Linked DNA regions of Mus musculus: region 2 is linked to region 1. A link is a contact called in public HiChIP or PLAC-seq data. All regions are on one chromosome and are shown on one strand. The core of a region is the stretch at or near the end of the contact, and the rest is flanking DNA. Distances in the headings are between cores, read along the strand shown. Region 1 overlaps Hdac9 (histone deacetylase 9). Region 2 overlaps Gm40385 (a long non-coding RNA gene).

Evidence for each region. HiChIP or PLAC-seq counts read pairs in DNA pulled down with a chosen protein or histone mark.
Region 2: a RAD21 HiChIP or PLAC-seq map of pro-B cells shows a contact between it and region 1, with 2.5 times the contacts expected there. The contact joins two enhancer-like sites.

What each region holds. Positions count from the first base shown.
Region 1 is chr12:34,742,443-34,745,463 of GRCm38.p6, reverse strand. The region is part of intron 3 of Hdac9 (histone deacetylase 9); the gene reads left to right. Among named protein-coding and RNA genes, the nearest start is that of Gm46347, 44 kb to the left of the region's middle. Within about 2 kb of position 1,628, at least 7 of the 459 cell types and tissues checked have an H3K27ac peak or open chromatin away from gene starts, as enhancers often do. A contact at or near this core is called in pro-B cells, where this site is marked.
Region 2 is chr12:35,010,355-35,013,450 of GRCm38.p6, reverse strand. All of the region lies in intron 2 of Gm40385 (a long non-coding RNA gene), which reads left to right. Among named protein-coding and RNA genes, the nearest start is that of Gm40385, 9.7 kb to the left of the region's middle. Within about 2 kb of position 1,825, at least 14 of the 459 cell types and tissues checked have an H3K27ac peak or open chromatin away from gene starts, as enhancers often do. A contact at or near this core is called in pro-B cells, where this site is marked.

The DNA.
Region 1 (3,021 bases), core at 379-2,878:
GATATTGCTGAAAGGACTCAGATAGAGCTGTCTCTTGTGAGACTATGCCAGGGCCTAGCAAACACAGAAGTGGATGCTCACAGTCAGCTATTGGATGGATCACAGGGCCCCCAATGGAGGGTCTAGAGAAAGTACTCAAGGAGCTGGGGGGATCTGTAACCCTATAGGTGGAACAACAACATGAACTAACCAGTACCCCCTGGACCTTGTGTCTCTAGCTGCATATGAATCAGAAGATAGCCTAGTTGGCCATCAGTGGAAAGAGAGGTCCATTGGTTGTGCAAACTTTATATGCCTCAGTACAGGGGAGTGCCAGGGCCAAGAAGTGGGAGTGGGTGGGTGGGGGAGTGGGTGGGGGAGGGTATGGGGGACTTTTGGGATAGCATTGGAAATGTAAATGAAATAAATACCTAATTTTAAAAAAGACAAAAAAATATTCCTATGTGTGCCATGTTTGTTGTGTGTTTTCTCAAGTTGGTTTCTGTAATGGAATCTCATGTATCTTGGGCTGCGTCAAACTTGCTACACAGCTGAAGCTGATCTTAAGTTTCTGATCATTCCGACTCCATCTGCTAAGTGCTGGAATTGCAGGCATGCACCACCAGGTCCAGTGTCTTTAGGGCTGAATCCCCTTGGCTTGAGACACAGCACACTTTCTAGTGACCTACAGCCATGGCACTCAAATAGAAGCAACATGTAAGTGTTGATGTATACACTGCTTTTCTGTAATATAGTTCTTTAAAAACGTGAATGAGAGCCGGGTGGTGGTGGCGCACGCCTTTAATCCCAGCACTTGGGAGGCAGAGACAGGCGGATTTCTGAGTTTGAGGCCAGCCAGCCTGGTCTACAAAGTGAGTTCCAGGGCTATACAGAGAAACCGTGTCTCAAAAAACCGAAAAAAAAAAAAAAAAAGCCATGAATGAGAATAGCATAGCTTACCTTTTGAAAATTACCTTAACTCTTAATACAAGACGACTTGATTTTTCTCATTGGCTTCTTCATTCAATCTACAGCAAATAGATTAGTGTGTTTTAAGGCCTATCCCAGACAGTTAAGTATATTCTTCAATATGAAGCCTAAATTAAGTAGTAATTTTCAAAAGGATGACTGTGGTATGGATTTACACAGAGTTAATGATTCTTCTCAAAATATTTTGTTCTCTTTTATATTAAAATCTATTTGTCTCTATGAACTTTGAACAACATTCCCTGACTATTTGAGAATGCATAGTTGCATCAGTTATTCAGATTTTCCAGATGTCAATATAACTCATCATGTGACCTTTCATCAATCTCCTACATTAATTGTAGCATTTATCTCATTTGAAGAGCTTGAGTGCTGTGAAAATACCGTGGTGGCCAATGTCATTTTCAAAATTTATTTTTCACTTTAAATCTCTAATTTTGTCACTAAGCAGTAAATACTTTATTTCTCACAGAGACAGGTACATTTGGTGCATTTTTCATTATGTCTGCTAAATATTTGTGTTTGATTAATCAATATTTCAAAAAAATATTTTCTGTTTTTCTGTTAGGAGCTAGTTTGGCTGGCAGCTTCAAAGCTGCAGATGTGACTTCCCTTAAAACAGATACCAGCCATCCACATAGCTTTGTGGCTTTGTGGCTTTGTGTATAGGGCCCATCTCATCATGTAAACCATCACAGTTATTTTAGTAGGATTAACTCACATTGCCATAACGTTAGTAAGTAAGCTTTAAGCTTTTTGTTGTAACTATTTCTAGTGTGAGGTGTGCCTTTGAGGAATGCAAGACTTTCCAGTCCAGTCCAGTCCAGTCCAGTATGACATGCAAGACTTTCCAGTCCAGTCCAGTCCAGTATGACACCACGACCTGGGCTTGTGTAAAGCACTAGCAGGTGTGCATAGCCCTGCTTGCACATCTGCAGGGACAGTGTTAACACATGGAAATCATGGTGAGCATAACACCTTCATGTTTTATAAGTAACACAGACCAAGGGTCAATGTGCCAAGCTGCCTGACATCTAGAGCTTCACTTAGTAATATTCATAAGGGAGCCACCCAGGTCTAGTGAGACAAAAGAATAGAGTATGTGGGCATTAATGAGATTTTAAAATATTTTTTGAGCCACTGATAATTATATTTAGTTAAAAGAACAGGTTCCCAGGACAGCCTATTATAGACAGAGAAGGCTTTAATCTTGGGTAACCATGGAGAACATTTCAGAGAGAGGCAGTCATGCTCAGCACATTGTCTGCCATCCTCAGTGATGGAACATGGAGCAAATGAGTAAAATGATCAGAATCATGTTACCCGTTTTATCCTGAGTTATGTGTTACTGAACTATGAAAAGAAAAAGAAAACCTGAACAAAAATTATCATTAGTGTCAGCCTAAGGAGATCTGTCTATAGCTAGTGTATTCCAAAGCTTATTTTGCATAACGGGCCTCATGTCTAAAACATGACACAATTATGATAGAGCAGTTTAGCAATGTTAGATGATTTATATTCATTTCTATTGACAAATACAAGTTATGTTTATTATTTATAGCATATGTGGTAAGCTGGAATGACATATACATTACTTCACATACTGTTTTGTGTTGTGAACACTGAAAACTGAGTCTTAGTTTCCAAGTGTTCAATTGGCTTACCACTTAAAGCTAAGGATCTATTAAACTTATGCCTAACTAACATGACATTTTGTATCCTCTGACTAATATCTTTCCAGACCCTTCTCCAAGCTGAACCCATCACGATCAACATTCTACTGTTGGTCTTTATGAGTTAATCTGTTTTAGATTCCTACATGTAAGTGGGATCAGGTGGTTATACTTTCTGTGTCTGACTTACTTCTGCAACATAATATTCTCCAGTGGGTCCATGTGTGGAAAACGACGGTTGCTTTTCTTTTCAAGGTTGGATAATTTTGTATGTGTGTACTACACTTTCTTCAGCATTTAATCAATGGAAGGGCAATTTCGGCCGATTCTGTTATTGGGAACAGTGCTGCAGTGGACAAGAGGGTAGAAGTCCCTCTGTGCA
Region 2 (3,096 bases), core at 576-3,075, 270 kb before region 1:
GAAGACATTCCTAAAAAGTCAAATGGAAACATATAACTGAAAAAGATTCCTAAAATATATACATACATATACAGAGAGCTTAGATGGAGTTACCCTAAAACAAGGCAACAATGTTCCTATTAGATAAGACAGACTGACAAATAACTAAGCCAGGGATTGGTTGCCTCTTTTGGAGTTGTTGGCCATTGAGAGTCTCTAGATTCCTCCAAAAATTATAGACCATGGTAGCCTATAGAGGCTATAATTATAGCCTCCAGAACTTGATGCTAAGACCCTAATGTTGAAGACACCATATACTTACATCACAGAACACAGAGAAATCAAGCTTGCTACCCACCTGGAAACTTCATATTGACTGGCTAGTTTTCATAATGTCGGAAGGTGCTCTACGTGTTACTAGAGGAGGAAACTAATCACCTAGCTGTGGAGCTTACAAACTACAACAATGACCTGCTTGGCAAGACATTCCCGCTGGTGCAACAGTGGCAAGAACATTGTGGGAATAATTCATGACTTACTGATTAGACCTTAAGCCCTCTTTACAAGATGAAACCTATCTCTGGTATCAATTTAAAGCCAACAACCTATGGCTAGACAAGTCCTAGGCCCTAGGGGAAAAGCTATTATTATTACTCTGCTAAATGGGCAGAGTGTCAAGCCAACTCCCAATGACTTATAGATCAATACATCTATAAAACCCCACCAGAAGAGATTTTATTTTGTTGTAAACGGCAATTAACACAGAGATTCACCACTGAGTCTCGTATCCTTTCTTTCAAAGGCTCAGGCATCATTTTGGAAGAGGGTTCAGGAACATTGTAAGAGCTGGAGACGCAGGATGGTTACAAGAAAAATGGTATGTTTTCTGGGCTCAGTAGGTCAATTGAATTTACGAAGTTATAGCAGTTCAGACAACTGACATAAGACCTACAAAAGTAAGCGTGAGGATGTGGCACCACTTTCCACCTCTAACCGAGGAGCTATTGGCATCTGATAGTTGCCAGGAGATGAAGACAAATTTTCTTTAAGGGTGGGACCCTGGTGGAAGACCACACAGTCCCAGAGGCATCTAGGCAACACCAACTGTGCTGGATGGGGGAAGAAGGCTAGAAAGCTGGGTGGGTAGGGAAGTAGGAGTGGATCGCAGCAGAGTTGGAGGAGGAGGGGAATATGAGAAAATTCATTGTACAAAAATCTCAAAGAACTAATTTAAAAACTGAGAAGACAACAAAATGAGGAATTAGACCACCACCCCACCCCAGGCAGAGCAACAGTGAGAAGGATTGTAGAACAGGACTTATGCACTAGGGTATGAAGTTTGGACAACTGGAGAAGACTGAAGTTCAGTGCTGAATGGCCAAGGAGAAAACCTAGAAACCATCTGAGGAAGCCTACAAAACAGCAGGCAGGCAGAGCACCGGAGGCGATGTACTAAGGAATACTTAGGAATTGGACCCAATTTTGTGGACATTTGGAGTTTTCAGCCTATCTTAGCTGTTGCCGGAGGCACACTGGCTCTGGATAGACAGCTCTCCTGGGATTCTTACGAGGACTTATTACACGCTGTCTTACGCATTCTTCTCTCCAACTCTTACGGGATCCTTCTAGCCCTTTCTGCTTCTCTTCCTCTTTAAGGATATCAGCTGTCTCTTAATACCTTCACTATTATCCAACTGTCCATCACCCTTGTTCTCTATGAAGGACCTCACAGTGAATGACAAGTCTCTCAGCAGCATCTTTAAAGGGACTTCCCTCATTCCTGACTGCAGACTCTCAACTCTGAGCCAATTTCACAATTTGTCTGTTGCTGTTTTTTTTCCTTCTTCTTCCAGTTAAAACCACAGCTGCAAACTATTTCCTGACTATATAGCATGAGCCCATTCCAAATGTAAACTTGCTAGTCTCTTTTGGCCTGTCAGTTACTGCTTTGTGTTTAATTTTTTTTAAATCCCCCCCCCCTCTCTCTCTCTCTCTCTCTGTGTGTGTGTGTGTGTGTGTGTGTGTGTGTGTGTGTGTGTGTGTGTGTGTGTGTGTGTGTGTAAGTGCAGATGTATAGGATTCCCCTGAAGCTGGACCTACAGGGAGTTGAGAGATGGCTGGCATGCTGTAGGTGGGAAGCACTGAACTTGGGTCCTCTATAAGATCAGTACATGGTTTTGATCTCTGAGCCATATCGCCAGCCTTTCTCCTGTGTGATTCTACTAGTACACATTAATTTTTAAAATTTTAATGTAGTCATATCACTTCCACTGTCTCTATCCTTCCTTCAACTCTTTCTTTATACACATAACTACTCTCTCTAAAACTCATGGACTCATTTTCTTTTAATTATTCTTACAAGTACACACACACACACACATACCACTTACACTATATATCTATATATCATCTATATATCTATATATATCCTGTTATATCTGTAAGCTACCTGTACATACATGACTTCAATTTTAAGCACTTGGCATTGGGTAATTAGCTGGAGGACTCATCCCTGCAAAAGACTGTTTTACCTACCCACTCTTGGGAATTCTTGGTTGCCAGTAGGGTTGTGGGTTCTAGAGTTGAGGTCTGGAGAGCTTTCCCCCTTCCATGTAAGAAGTCCCAGTGGTGTCATCATGGTTGTTTGTTTCAGCTGATAACATCTACAGCACAATTACTGCACCTAACACTCAGGTTTCATTGTGGAAGGGGGCAGTGGGGGTAGATTTTAAAATCCAGGGAACAGGAGGTTTATTTGAGATTGTGTCTCCTAGAAATGTCAGGGGCTATACCCACAAAGTCTCATCAACAGGGCTCAATAAGGCCCTCTGTATGTTTGCCTTCTCTCTCTACTAGCTCTTTCCTCATAGGCTCTGAAGGTGATCAAATCCTCAACTACTTTCCCTCTTCACTTTCATAGCCAAGCTTCATGGAAGAATGTTAAGCATCTCTCATTTCAATCCTTGTGATTGTGAGGTCCATGAGGCTAGAGCACATATCTGTTCTGTTTGATGCTCTACCAACTCACCCTTCCACACTAAGCATAATGCCTAGTGCAACAGGCATTCGTTATAGTCTTCCAAAGTTATTGAAGAAAATCATGTGTGGAATAAAAAA